Regions from separate parts of the Mus musculus genome. Here all the other regions are linked to region 4. Evidence: chromatin contacts called from public HiChIP or PLAC-seq and promoter capture Hi-C data. All regions are on one chromosome and are shown on one strand. Each heading gives the region's core, a stretch centred on a gene start, on an enhancer-like site or on the middle of the called end of the contact. The rest is flanking DNA. Distances are from core to core; before and after follow the strand shown.

Region 1 (3,356 bases), core at 115-2,614, 210 kb after region 4:
AGCCCTCTCCACACACATACTTTACTGTATGACTCCATACAGAAGAAATGTCCAGGGCAGAAGTCAGGCATGGTAGCTCAGGCCTGTGATCACATCCTCAGGAGGCAGGAGGATTACATATCCAAGGCCAGTTGGGGCACGGTAGTAATGGTCTCTCTTAAAAGTTTAAGAAAGGAAAGAGAGGGCTAGGGATGTAACTCAGAGGTGGAGCGTGTGTGTGAGGCGCCGGACTGAAGACTCACCACAGGCAAAGACAGGAACCGCAGGAAGCCCTACAAGATGGGAAGCAGTCTCAGGGGCTGGAGTGGGTTGCAGCCGGCTAGCGAGTGATTGCTCATGAGACAGGGTTTACAGCTGGAGAGATTAAAAACATTTCAGAACCAGCAGATAGGACACACAATCTCATGAGTATCACAAGGGCTTGAAATTGTTGACCTGAAAATGGTCGGTTTTATCTGATGGACGTTTAGCACGGTTTGTCAAAGCAGACGCTGTGGGACTGTCTCTTGCAGTTGTAGATGGGTGCATCAAGTGCATGTGGCTGCTGCCAGCGGTCCCTGCCTCAGTTTACCCCTGCATGGCTCACATTGTGCCCACACTGCATTCGCTCCTTCACTAAAGCTTCAGTATTTAAGTTGAGGGAATATTCCAGAGCAATCAGAGAACTACTTTTAGTCCCTCCTGCAGCTGACTGAGTCATTGTTTCTTGTGGTCCCCGCTAACCTGCACTTGGGACAGAGGCTCTCAGCTTCCCTTGTTCTCCTGCCTTAGAGGTGCCATCTCCTGGCCTGATGCTCACCAGGAATGGTGGCTTCCTGTCCACCTGACAGAATTTACTCTTGGGTGGTGACTAAAGATGATGTCTGAGCCAAAGACAAGAGAGGGAACATCCACAGGGGGCTGAGGGGAAGGAGGAAGAGACCTAGGCAGAGAGACATTGTAAGGAGACAAAGGAGACACAGGGTCAAAGCCACAGATAATTAGCCCAGAGATGAGGAGAATCAGCGGCCAGGACAGTATGCAGCTCAACTGATCGTTGCTTGCCCAGCATGCGTGAAGAGCTGATTCCACCCCCAGCCCCACACTCACTGGGTGAGGTGATGCAGACCTGCGATCCCAGTCCTGCGGAGGTGGATGCAGACGGATCAGTAACTTCTACTACATAGCAAGTTTGAGGCCAGCCTGGGAGAGGTCAAATCCTGTCTCAAGGAAAAGAGAAGGATGGAGAGAGGGAAGGGAACCGCCAGCAGAGGCCCTGACCAGCATGCCAGATCCCTTTCCCCACAGTCTGCACTGCGGGTACAGCGAGTCCACTGACGGCCTCTGGGGAGGGAACGTGCTGGCTCCTGTCCAGAGATGCTTCCTGGGCTGTTGGGGCAGCAGAGGCCGGAGCCACTGACAAACTCCTCCTGGTTTAATGCCTCCAAACAGGCTACTGCTTCCTAAAATGAGACTCTGGGGACTTCTGCCATTCCTGGTCCCCTTCATCCTCCTGTGGAGCATCCAGGAACCTGCGCTGGCAGAGGGGGTCTTTATAAGTAAGTACTGGGTCCAGTTCTTAAGAAACTTGATGGGGTTAGAGAACAAAACACACTGCAGGTGACAGTGTCTCCCTCACCTCAGCCCCTGGCCCTGGTGGGTGATGTTTGGAGTCAGTGTTTCCCCATATCCTGGGAAGATGGCCTGGCTGGACACAGCTCTTTGGTCTGTGGTGGTTAACTCCCCACCATTATAAAGAATGCTTCCTGGAAGTGCTGGGGCTAGTGTGCATTAAATGGACCTGGGGATTAACTAGCCAAAGGGATTTCCACTGAAGGCCCAGCCTCTTCCTAGCACCACCCCCATCAGCTCCCAAACCTGCCCACTGCAGCTCCCCAAAGCTTTCCTGTGTCACAGAGGACCTTCCCTGGGTGCTAAAGTGCAGCCCCCAGGAGTCCCTTAGCGTGATGATGCACGGAGATTCTGAGCACTGAAGGCAGTGGTGGAAAGTGGATGCTTAGGAGGTCACATGACAGGTGTGAATTCTGAGACCACTCCTCGGGAGCTGTGTGGCTCTGCATGGAGCCTCCCCGTGCTCTGTGTGTGCAACACTGTCCAGGCCCACTCATAATTGTGTAGTGAGGAGTGAGGAGTGAGGAGAACGGCCAAGTGCCCCGGAAGTACTTCATCAGTATGACCCACTGTTCATTTAACCCCGGGACCTTGCTTGACCAAGGCTTTCCAAACTCTGTCACAGTAACCTTCAAAACAACAATCTGGGCAAACAGTGAGAGCAACAGGGGCCAACCAAGGACAAAGCTCAGGATAGTTCTAAAGGGCTGGGTCTCTCTCTGGAAAATCTTATATAGAGAAGGTCCTGAGATTGGATGCTGAGTTATTACAGATGAAGATGTGGCCAGTGTTGTGAAAACCCTGAGCTGCTGAGGGTTGCCTCCTCCTAGTGACAGGTGAGGGACAAACAAGCTTCCTGAACTCTGCAGGCGTGCCCTGGGACTGGGAAGGGAGAACAGTGTTTCCTTCAACCCCTCACAGGACCACGTCTTCTCCTCCCATAGGAACATGTCCAAAGTATAATAAAATAAAGTGTGACTTTGAAGAAAGAAACCAGTGTTTACGACACAGAGAGTGTCCAGGGGAGGAAAGGTGCTGCCTGTTCGCCTGTGGGAGGAAATGCCTGGACCTCAGCGAAGGTACCTGTCTCATCCCTGTTCCCGCCCTTCTGATCTGGCACTGCCGGGTCTTCTGGGTCACTAGGGTTTTGTGTGTGACCCAGATTCTCATGGTGTTGAGTGATGTCACTGCTGGGCAGGAGAGTGTCCTTTTTCATTTTTCTTCAAGTATTTGAATCAAACAATATCGACTTTTCTTTTAAAAATGATTATTTTCTGTGTAAATATGTTTTGCCTGAGTGAATACAGCAGGTACCCCATCCATACAGTTCCCATGGAGGAGAGAAGAGGGCAGCAGATCCTCTGAAATTGGTAATACAAATGGTTGTGAGCTGCCAAATGGGTGCTAGGCACTGATCCCAGGTCCTTTGAAAGGGCAGTAGGTGCTCGTAGAAATGAGCTGTTGATCCAGCCCTGGCTTTCCCATTTTGGACTCCGTTCTCTCTTTCATAACATGGATGTAGGTACTGGGTCATGTGATCTCTTGGCTGCCCTGTGGTGCTGTTCTGAGATACTCAGAGGCTATGAAAGACTCATCAAACACCAACAGTGTGTCTGGCTGTAGGATAGCATGAGACAGATGTGTGTGTAACATGGGGCAGGCGTGTGTGTAACATGAGGCAGGTGTGGGTGTAGCATGAGGCAGGTGTAGGTATAACATAGGAGAGGTGTGTGTGACATGGGGCA
Region 2 (3,483 bases), core at 395-2,894, 250 kb before region 4:
TGAGTTCCTCCTGTCTGCTGAAAACCATTCAGACTTCCTGGATTGCTCATATGAGAATCTGATCCTTTGGATGCTGGTTTTATTTAGCAAAACTGTACAGACATTTTACTGAACCATTTGAAATTTATTTATGTCACCAAGGACCAGGAAGGTGAAATGCTATATCTGGCGCCATAAAACTATTGTCTGAGCTTGTTTGTCAGAAAAATCTATATCTGCATGGTGTGATCAAATCCTCAGCCCTGCCCTACTGGCTGTGTCCTAATGGGGAAGGCATAAAAACCCCCAGAGGACTAAGAGCAGTCATTGTTTAGATTTAAGGTGGCAGAGTTAGAACGAGAATGTCTGTCACCCCAGGTTAGAATCAAGGATAACAGAGCTGCTTAGAAACTAGGAACCCATAAGAAGCTTTAGACTAGGCAGCTGTTTGGTGCGAATTTTGTTAACAGCTGGAAAGGCAGGTGAGGAGTCATGCTTGAGGCCCATCTCTAAGATGCCGCACTTCCCGCAGAGTCTGAGAAGGTAGTGCATTTTCCTCAGCTTACATTACCCTCTGTCCTCATGCAAGGAAGTCTGCTTTCCAGGTCCCTGCCTCCCTGCCTGCCTGCCTTTCTTCTTTTGTTCCTCCCTCCCTTCCTTCCTTCTGTCCTCCCTCCCTCCCTCTCCTCTGTCTTTTCTCAAAGCATACATCCTCTTTACAGGGTTATTACTGACTTATTGTGCTTGTCACTACCTGTGTTGCCTCACCGGGGCCATGACTTCTGTTGTTTTGTTCACTTAATTGTCTTGTGAATTATCAGTAGTGATTGACCTGTAGTCGGAGTTCAGTGAATATTCCATAATGTGTGGATGAAACATTTTTGTCAAACAACCCCAAGTTGTTGAACCTTGTGGGAACTCTCAGGTTTTAGGTATTATTAGCACAGAGAGGTGAAATAGGTGCTGTGTTGTTTTTCACTTGTGGGATCCTACTTAAAGCAGCAGACTCACGAACAGCTTGGTTATGGGAGATTATCAGTAACAATGGCAGTGATCACTAGCATTTCTTGAATCAGAGCTCACTACCTGTCCGACATGCACTGTAGGAAGTCCTGAGCTAACAGTGTTTCGTGGCACTCATGTCCTCCTCTGAATCTTCTCACAGTCCAGTCTGGGAGGAAGAACTAGACCGTCTGTGTGTTCAGGGAGACTAAGGCTCGAGAGGGAAGTTGCTTCTTCAGGGTGTCACAGCCAGTACAGGCAGTGATCTGAGGATTAAGTTCTTAGCGACCTGTAACATTCAGTATTGGGTTTAGGGTGTTTTCTCTTGGAAGAGGAATTGAAAACACGGAAGACTAGGCAAGCGACAGTCTTCAGGGTGTCCCTGGGCCAAAAACATCAACCTCCAAGGTGGTATAAACCACAGCCTGGAAAAAAGACAGTTTATTCAGCTCAGCCTTCCAGCATCCCCACACCCTCAGGTCTTCCCATTCTCCATTACAAAGAACCCTTCATCTTCAACTGGTAGGCTTTTTCTGCTTCTCGGAAAACTTCCCTGAAACCAGCCAAAGAAAATTCCTGTGGTGACAGGTCACACTAAACCGTTTCTAGGGAGGCCACTGTAGCAGTCATTCACACCCTGCCCCCTGAGGAAGGTGGGTGGGAAGAAACTCCTTCTCCCAGCGTCTCTAACGCGGCCCTGTGGAGGCCTCAGGAAGGGGCTGACTGAGGGCTGTGGTAGTTTATAAATGTGAGCACAACAGGTCCCTTGTGAGACTCCGGCGAGCCTGTGAGTTCTAGGAACACTGGACTTCCTAGGAGCAACAGGGACGCTCGCCACCCAGTGTGCACAAGGCTAGCATTCACTCACAGCTCTGCAAGTCAGGCTGCCCTCGTAAAGTCAGCAACACCACACATGGGGCGCAGATTCCATTTCATTCTTAACGGAACTCCTGTGAACCTTCACTGCTCCCTCCGTAGACACAAACAGCTTATGGGGAAAGTGCTGGGGTTGCAGCTGTGTGCTACCACTCCAGCCTGGGACCACAATTTGCCAATCTGCTGGCATTTCAAAAGTCCTGTTTGGAACTTGAGTTATTGCATAGGGCTGGGCTGTGCTGGCCTGCCTTTCTGCAGAGCTGGCTCACATGGGCTGTGGAGCCATCCTGCTGGTTACCCTCTGATGCTGCCGCATGCTCCCTGGGAGATGCCAGGCAGGTTATCTAGTCACTCTCCCCTGGCTTGTGTGCCCTGTAGCATAGGGACACTGGAACACTCCTGTCCTTTCTCAAGAATATTAATGGAGTCAATCTGTCTGGCTCCCAGAGCTCAGCGTGTCAGCACTAGCCATATTTTTAATGTATATGTTGTCCCTTTCTCTCTGTGTATAAGATTAGTTGAAATTTCAAGGATTTGCCAGCCAAAGGTTGTACCCGCATGGTCAGGAGCCACATGCAGATGACCCACACAGATGCTTGGTTTCAACCTAGTGAATGTTAGTGGGGGTTAGTATGGCTGTGTGGGACTCTGGGGTATGGGGGGGAGGCTCATCTGCACTGAAGGTAAGTTCCAGACACAGGCATGAGCACTGTCTCTGAACTTGTATGGACTAGGTAAGAAGTAGGAGTCAGCGAGTTACTGTATATGATGAATATGTACTTCAGAGTTTTTCAGGGATGCCTGGTCTCAACAGCTCTGTGGTTGTGGTCATTGGAATTAGCTCTTGCTAGCAGCCGCTGCTCCTTGATTCTGACTGATCACACTATCCTCCTGCCCACTTTCCCTCTGGATGCTGGAGGAGACTGGGATTCTCAGCTCAGACATTGTGGTGACTTTTCTCACTTCTCTTCTAGCTCAAGAGCTGGACTGTGGAGGACCTTCAGAAGAGGCTCTTGGCCCTCGACCCCATGATGGAACAGGAAATGGAAGAGATCCGGCAGAAGTACCGGTCCAAGCGGCAGCCAATCCTGGATGCCATTGAAGCCAAGAAGAGGAGGCAACAGAACTTCTGACAACACCAGCCCAGCCTTGGTGGCTTCTGGGTTGCTAGACTCATGTCTGTTAGCCAGCACTTCTGCTCTGTCATCTCTCCACAGCACCTTTGTGAACTCAGGAATGTGCGCCAGTGGGAAGGGCTGCTTGGCAGTCACAGTGCCATTTGGTGTGTGCATTTACACTGGCAAGGTGTATCTTGAAGGGTTTGTATTGGTGCTTTTAACTCAGAATTCTAGACCCCAGGAGCAGAGACTCCTAGTTCAGTGATAGCTGGGAAATTTTTTACATTGTTTCTTTTTGTTTTCCTTCTAGTAATAGCTTTTGGTTGCTCGCCCTGGAAGACTTTTTAAAAATCTATAAATATGCATATATTATATATATATATAAATTATAAATAGATTCCCCACTCTGTGGTGGTGTCTCTGTACAGGTACAGTTTCAAACACTTTGCCTCTTTCCTGTGAGATTATGGTACTGTGCAGCAAGCGGGCAGAAGACACTGGGAGGCTC
Region 3 (3,274 bases), core at 156-2,655, 250 kb after region 4:
CTGACAGCTCTTTTGTCCAAATTTGGAACGGAGCACAAAAGAACAAAACAAAAAACAAAACAAAAAAAAAAAACAGAGTTAGGGTTGACTTTTGTGGTAGCAGAGTTTTGGGCTCAGTTCAGGAGCTACGTGTCAGCTCACAGACTATTTCTTTGGCACTCTCTCAAGTGAAAGCACTGGGCTGTGTTGATGTAGCCGGCACCTCTGTGTGGGCTGGGGACACTGTGTGTCTTCCACAGCTTTATCTCTGATCCAGAACTCCTCGGCCACTGGGTACAGAGTCTTTCTGAATCATCCAAGCTCACCTACAGGAAGGGAGTCAAAGGCACCTGCCTCTGTTGGTAGTGATGTTTTTTGAGAAATGGTCTCACCATGTAGCCCAGGTTTGACAGCCCTCTTGCCTCAGCCTCCTGCACGTTAGAACTGCAGGATCGTCTTCGGCTTTGGGTCATGCATCCTCTTTTACTTCGCATCCTGCTCAGTGTTGGTTCTCCTTTGATGGGCCAAGTACAAGCTAACACAAACGCTCTCCAGGTTTCACAGAGGTAAAGAAACTGGATAGGGAAGGTGTTTATAAAAGCTAAATGGCCCTCTAGCAAACAAGGAAGGAAACAGAGGGATCAACCCTACAGTCGGGATCTTGCCACAGAATCGTTGCTTGGTGGATGGAGAAATGTGTTCACCAAATGCCTGAGAGAAGGACAGTAGGAGCTGGAGAGGTGACACAGGGGTAAGAGAGACTGCTGGGCAAACGTGGGACCTGAGTTCAGATTCCAGCACTCACATTTAAAAAAAACCCTAGCAGTGCCACATAGACCTGTAGCCCCAGTGTTAAAGGCAGATGGGAAAAGGGAGCATTAGCCACATAGGCAGGATGAAAAATGGCAATCTCCAAGTTCAGTGAAAGACTCTATCTCAAGGGGATGAGGTAGGGAGTGACAGAGAAGGGTACCCAATGTCCTCTTCTGTTACACACACACACACACACACACACACACAGATACACACACACAGATACACACACATACAGATACACACACACACACAGATACACACACACACACACACACACACAAAGAGGTCTAGCACTCTCAAAGAGCAGACTCCTCTCAACTTGGCCTACAGGATTACAGGTGTGTGTGTGTGTGTGTGTGTGTGTGTGTGTGTGTGTGTACACTGGTGCTCTGCACAGTATATGCTAAGACTGCACACACTTGGCCAAGGAGGACGAACCGTACAAAGACAGAGCTCGGGGTTTGGAAGCCCCAGTGTGACAGTGTGGGAACACACTGAGGGGAAACTGATGAGGAGGAAAATGGTACCTGCTGTGGTTTGTAGTCTGTTCCCCAAAGGTTCCTGTGCTGGAGCCGTGGTCCCCAGAGTAACAATAGTAAGAGGGATATAACCTTTAAGAGGTGGGGCCAAGCCGGAGATATGTAGGTCCTCTGGTATGCAGAGATGGGGGTGTGGGGCATGAAGGTGGGCATATTGGGGACTGAGAATTCAGAGGCAGTGGGTGGAGAAGGTTGAGAACGGATAGGATCAATACACATTATACACAGGTATGAGGTTGTCAGAGGATAAAGAAAAGATATTTTAAAAAGCCAGGAACAAAATTTCAGAGTCTTTACGGTGCTGCGGATGGATCTGGATGTGCAGACTGTAACCATCTCCTGGGCACTCCTCAATCCCTGCTCATCCCTTCCTTGCCTGCTGCCCACAGCCCCACCTTGCTCAGCCTTGAGCATCTTGCAGAACATCGTGAATTAGGACATACATGATGGTGTGTGTGTGACATAAGTGAAATCACTGACGGAAAGGCATCTTGGGAGACGGTTACAGGATTAAATAAAAAGGGCAGAAGATGGGTCTGAGCCAAAACGAGACTCTGTGTGGCGTGCCCGGGGAAACTGAGATAATAGCGAACCAGGATCGAGGCTGGAAAGGCGGCTCGGTGGTAATGAGCACCTGCTATTCTCGCAGAGGACGGGGGTTCAGTTCCCAACTGTGGATAATGCTAGTTCCAGGGGATCTGATGTCCTGGTGTCACGTGTGGCGAGCACGCGCGCGCGCGCACACACACACACACACAGACACACACAGAGTAAATCTTTTTAAAAATGAGTCTATTTTATGGACACTAGAGGTAAACATCAGAATTCCTCACCAACCCTAAGACTCACAGCTTCAGCTCCAGACAGCCCGGCAGGACCCTGAGAGCCTTCTGTTTCTACCAACAATCCCGGCTCTGGCTCACAGACATTTGCCTCCAGGTCAGCTTTATCTGCAAACACTTTACTCAATCTCCTGAGCCCTAAACTATATATATCGTGAGGAAATTATGTTAGCGCGAAGAGGGGGCTGAAAGAGATCTCGTTTATGAGAAAAGCCACAGAGAAAAAGGGCAAGGGGCAAGAAAAGGGGAAGAAACAGGACGGCTACTGCTCTGCCCTGATTTGGCCAGCAGAGGCAGTAGAGAGGCCCCGTCCTGCTGTGGGAAAGTCTGCCATCCAGACTAGATCTGAGCTCACCGCCTGGGTCGCAGTTATGCTGTCCAGGAATCTGCTGCTCTTCCTTGGTGTGCTGTTGCTGCTTTCCCTAGCCGACGGAGGGGTCCAGCGAAGGCAGAGATATGAAGGTAGGTGGTTGGATGAGTAGGGTTTGTGGGTAGCTGGCAAGGAGCAACTGAGAACAGACCCAGAAGGGATACGACTGCATACTCTGCTCCGCAGTACTGTCCTGACTCTGGGTGACCACGGCCCCTCAGCTATGGTTCCGGACACAGTGATAAGGTGCACAGTGAACGTGCGATTCTCACCCTTTGTTCCAAAGATTCAGAAACAAACGGTGATGGAAGGGGCCCCATGGTTGAAAATCCAGGGGGCAAACTTTCGTACTTGGGAGGGCTTAAACTCTCAGAGGTGTTCAGTGGGGAAGAGGGGTGTAGAAATGGGCATAGGTGCAGAAACCAAAACATTGATCATGAAAGAGGTAGGGATGGAGTTGCCACCTGGGGTGGGGGGTGGGGGTGGGTAAAAAGTAAATGATGAAGAGGACAGAACACTTCACTAGACAGCAAGACAGCAGAGGAAACAGAGAGGCTGGAGGCCGATTTGTTAGCCTCACGGACCCTGAGAATTCTAAGGAGCTGAAAGGGTCCGTGAACTACCTCCGGTTTCTATGAGCCGGGTAAGAATACACATTTCACAGAGATGGCGCCATTGCGGCTCTTTCTACTAGGAGAGATTGGTCGTGGGTGTAGGTATGAGGAAGA
Region 4 (3,508 bases), core at 849-3,348:
ACCTGCGGGAAGATGGAGGAGGACTCTCACGGGTCAGCTAAAGCTGGTCTCTTAAAAAAAGCCGGAAGACCTGCTGTTATCTGAATGGAACAGTGCCCAGCATGTCTTTAACCTAACAAATTAGCCTTGGATACAGTTACTCATCCATCATTTGAGGAGACCTGAGCCAGGAAATCACACAAGGTTCCCCCACCCCACCCCCGCGCGCGCATGCAGTTCTGGGAGCTGTTCTGAGTCTGTGTTATGTATTGAGGAGTGAACAAAGAGATGTCGCTGTCTCAAATGCCTACATGAGCCAGCCAGACACCATAAATGAATGAACTGATTAGATTATATCTAGAACATCTCATCTCCTGTATCTCTGATAACTTGGATTGTCCCAGCAAGCAGGTCCCTGGTCTGTTTGTTTGGTTGGTTGGTTTTGTTCAAGAAAATTCTCAAATAGGGTTGTTTTTTAATGTGGAGTCTCCTGATTTTTCCATGGTTTCAATAAGCTTCAATAAAAGTCGACACCGAATGAACCCAAAACTATGCCACATACTACAATTGAGGAAACAGCGCCCGCCCGAGGGATGAAGTGGGAGGGATGAAGCCCGAATCCAGCCTGTGTTCTAAAGCCCGCCCCCCCCATACACACACCCATCCTTCCACCAGTGTGCCAACCCCTCCTGGCAACCCTGGCTCACTGTGGATAGAGAACGTTGCTGCTCCCTTCCTCCCATGGTGAGGGCTGGGATCCAACTCACCTGCAGACTGGAGCTGAGTTTCCCAGGACTGCAGGAAGAGCAGCAACAGAGAGAGTGGCCAGCAGCAGGGGCCTCTCATGGTGCTTGGAAGGATGACGAACCACAGTGTCACAGCCTGCAGCTAGAAAAGAAGGTCGCAAAGCAACAGTTTTGACGGTGCTTTTATTGCAGGGGATGAACACTCTGGCTTTGCGTATGTTCAAAATGTTTTGCCAGGCATAGCTGCACACTCGGGAGGCAAAGGCAGGCAGATCTCTGGGAGTTTGAGGACCAGTCTGTTCTTCATAGTGAGTTCCAGGCCACCCAGGGCTACATAGTGAGATTCTTTCTCAAAACAAAACAAAAAGGCTCATGATAATTTTTTGATGTCACCACACTGGGATTGCTGAAACTCACAGAGGAGCCTTTGTAAAAAATGGCATTTTACAGAACTACAGGGCACTAAGTTAATAAGAAGTAGATAAAAATACATAAAACTCAAAAGGAGATAAACGCTTGTATTAAAAAATTATATACATATGTGTGTATATATATATATACACACACACCATATATATGATATATATTACAGATCATACACATCATATATATTATATAGCATACACACCATATATGTGTGTGTGTGTTACATATATATACATGTATATGGTGTGTGCTCACACACTATGGCACACACGTGTGGAGGTCAGGGGGCAATTCGCTGAAGTCCGTTTTCTCCTTCCTCTGTGTGTGTCCCAGAATTAAACAGGACTGAACTCCGGTGGTCAGTCCCGACAGCAAGCACCTTTACCCACTGAGCCATCTTGCCAGTCCCCGAAAGAACCCCTTCCTAAATACCAGATATAGTGCTAAATGTGCTTTTCCGTTGTGGCATTGACCCTCTTTGTAGTTCCGACATTTAAGGCTGTTTTGGTTCGGTTCTCCCTATTCAGAAATAGGCTTTAAGAAATTAAATGCTGCTACCCAACGCCTTATAGCAGGAAAGTGGCTGCGGCCGAGATAGAGTCCTGTCTATCTGGTGTGTGAGTCAGCTAAGGTGCTCCACACTCTCTTCTTCTGCGGACAGAAATCATTCCCCATATTCCCCCAAACCCGTGCCACACGCCAAAGAGCAGCTCTTGGGGTCTGGGTTCTTAGTGGTAGGCCAGAGAGTGGAGTCCTGCACAAGACACGCCTCGGTGTCTGTTTCTCGCCTGCTCTTAGGAGAGGCCGCCAGGGGGCGCCTGCTGGGTCTGGCTTCTACTGCCGTGGGAAGCCTACATCTGCCCAGCAGGTGTCCCTGCCCAGAGCAAACAGGCCGCTGGGAGTCCCGGGACCTTGAAGATAAGGCTTGGACAGGATAAATCCAGTGTGAGGATCGGATCGGGGCTTAGATGTGTGAACGGTATCGAAGTCAGTGGCGGTAGATGTGCCCAGAGGGCAGCAAGAGAGCGGCCTGGGCCTCGATGAGCAGCCATGGACCCCAGGGAGACAACAGGTGAGCCCTCTCCTTCCTGTGTAGCCTAACTAGGTCCCTTGAGAACCACTAAGGGAACACACACACTGTACGGATGGAAAATGTGCTGCCCAATAAGACTACCCAGCTGGGCTCCAGGCACAGAACTAAACCTAGCTCTCACCCCCCTACACCCCACCCCTGTCTCTTCCTCCAGAGAAGCCTGGTTCCCTTGCACCTAAGAATCACTAAGCCTTTCTTCCGTTCCCCACCCCACCCCCACACGGCACACTGAGCCTGCTCTATCCATTTTTCTGTGGTTTCTTGGCAGAGCAGGCCATCGCCCCTTAACCCACGGCTGCCCCTCCCTCAACCCCCCAGTTCCTTGAATGAGCCCATTCTGAGCAAGGCCGGTGCGTGGCTCTGACTCCAGACCAGCTTCCTATCCGAGATTCTTCTCCCTTCTGGCTTTCCAGCGAGGGTAGAAGAACAAAAATCCTTCTGGCAGGGTCTGTGGTGGTAAGGTGACAAGCTAGCTAGATGTGCCAGTGGCTTGATGGTGGAGGTAGGAGGAAAGGCAAGCCTTTTCTAGAGTGGGCCAGAGCGGAGCCAGCACCCCAGGGCAAACATCTGAGTATAGCTCCACCGGGCCTTTGAAACTCAGGGTTGGCTCTTGACTAAGGGCTCCCTTAAGCTCCTCTTGGCTTAAGTCAACACGCACTTGATGTCGCTTGCACCTCAGGACTCTTAGAAAGTCAAAACAGCTGCCCTCTCAATTTCAGCTTTCCAAATCCGCTGTTCCACGGGGGGGGGGGGGGCGGTCTAGGGAGGGCAAAGAGAGTCATCATCGTTCAAAGGCTTGCTTTGAAGTAGTGGCCCATTAGAGTGAGCCCAGGTCTCCTGATAAGGATCCTTGCATTGAAGAGGAAATTTCTCGGACGCCCTTAGGATAGGGAAAGTGCATTCCCAAGGAAAGTGCGCTCCAAAGAGGTCTGAGTTCAAGAGCTAATCCGGAAAGGACACTTTGGGAAGGTGCCAGGCGTGGAGGGAGATTAGGGAAGGAGGACCTGCATTTTGTTGGCCTTGCCAGAGGGGGATCGGAAAAGGTACTGCAGGTTAGACGTGGACACGTAGGCTGTTAAGACTTGTCCCCCTACGGGTTTTACGCTGGCTTCCCTGCAGACCCCTCGTTGCCCCCGGGCCCTTTGACTCACCTGAGCCTGCCGGACAGCTCAGAGGTGCGGCTACAGAGCGACGGGCCCAGCCTCCTGGGGAGTTGGACCAGGTAACGGCGGCGGCGTGGGCAGGTTGCCCTAAGTGGGGAATG

Evidence for each region. Promoter capture Hi-C pulls out the DNA fragments that hold promoters and counts their contacts. HiChIP or PLAC-seq counts read pairs in DNA pulled down with a chosen protein or histone mark.
Region 1: a promoter capture Hi-C map of stem cell-derived epiblast-like cells shows a contact between it and region 4, with 3 times the contacts expected there. The contact joins the promoter of Wfdc6b here to the promoter of Rbpjl in region 4. A contact is called at or near these places in 14 of 39 promoter capture datasets (the HPC-7 cell line, HPC-7-derived erythroid cells, cranial neural crest and 9 more), 2 of 15 datasets of contacts at CTCF or cohesin (embryonic stem cells and large pre-B cells), 1 of 484 Hi-C or Micro-C datasets (B cells), 2 of 115 datasets of contacts at active chromatin or transcription factors (embryonic stem cells and stem cell-derived neural progenitor cells) and 4 of 9 other capture datasets (adipose tissue, embryonic stem cells, liver and 1 more).
Region 2: a contact with region 4 is called in an H3K4me3 HiChIP or PLAC-seq map of stem cell-derived neural progenitor cells, with 20 read pairs. The contact joins the enhancer-like site here to the promoter of Rbpjl in region 4. A contact is called at or near these places in 19 of 39 promoter capture datasets (the C10 cell line, the HPC-7 cell line, HPC-7-derived erythroid cells and 10 more), 4 of 484 Hi-C or Micro-C datasets (the AML12 cell line, embryonic stem cells, forebrain and 1 more), 17 of 115 datasets of contacts at active chromatin or transcription factors (bone marrow-derived macrophages, cardiomyocytes, craniofacial prominence and 11 more) and 3 of 9 other capture datasets (embryonic stem cells, liver and pancreatic islet).
Region 3: a contact with region 4 is called in an H3K4me3 HiChIP or PLAC-seq map of embryonic stem cells, with 2.2 times the contacts expected there. The contact joins the promoter of Wfdc9 here to the promoter of Rbpjl in region 4. A contact is called at or near these places in 6 of 39 promoter capture datasets (the 3T3-L1 cell line, frontonasal cranial neural crest, hippocampal neurons and 3 more), 1 of 15 datasets of contacts at CTCF or cohesin (large pre-B cells), 2 of 484 Hi-C or Micro-C datasets (the HL-1 cell line and embryonic stem cells), 4 of 115 datasets of contacts at active chromatin or transcription factors (embryonic stem cells and large pre-B cells) and 2 of 9 other capture datasets (embryonic stem cells and liver).

Annotation. Positions count from the first base shown.
Region 1 is chr2:164,612,336-164,615,691 of GRCm38.p6, forward strand. It overlaps Wfdc6b (WAP four-disulfide core domain 6B), which reads left to right and starts at 1,365. Exons shown (of 4, transcript NM_001012725.2): 1 at 1,365-1,538; 2 at 2,556-2,690. The coding sequence starts at 1,418. Wfdc8 (WAP four-disulfide core domain 8) reads right to left here and starts at 1,291. Exons shown (of 8, transcript NM_001080550.2): 1 at 1,090-1,291.
Region 2 is chr2:164,148,842-164,152,324 of GRCm38.p6, forward strand. Stk4 (serine/threonine kinase 4) reads left to right here. Exons shown (of 11, transcript NM_021420.4): 11 at 2,832-3,483. The coding sequence ends at 2,990. Among named protein-coding and RNA genes, the nearest start is that of Kcns1, 21 kb to the right of the region's middle. Within about 2 kb of position 1,645, at least 66 of the 459 cell types and tissues checked have an H3K27ac peak or open chromatin away from gene starts, as enhancers often do. A contact at or near this core is called in embryonic limb bud, oligodendrocyte precursor cells and stem cell-derived neural progenitor cells, where this site is marked.
Region 3 is chr2:164,653,561-164,656,834 of GRCm38.p6, forward strand. It overlaps Wfdc9 (WAP four-disulfide core domain 9), which reads right to left and starts at 1,406. Exons shown (of 4, transcript NM_001160414.1): 1 at 1,323-1,406. It overlaps Wfdc10 (WAP four-disulfide core domain 10), which reads left to right and starts at 2,486. Exons shown (of 2, transcript NM_001039501.2): 1 at 2,486-2,638. The coding sequence starts at 2,548.
Region 4 is chr2:164,401,096-164,404,603 of GRCm38.p6, forward strand. Rbpjl (recombination signal binding protein for immunoglobulin kappa J region-like) reads left to right here and starts at 2,099. Exons shown (of 12, transcript NM_009036.1): 1 at 2,099-2,223; 2 at 3,364-3,466. The coding sequence starts at 2,202. Matn4 (matrilin 4) reads right to left here. Exons shown (of 11, transcript NM_013592.4): 1 at 3,396-3,508; 2 at 747-867; 3 at 1-2. The coding sequence starts at 825.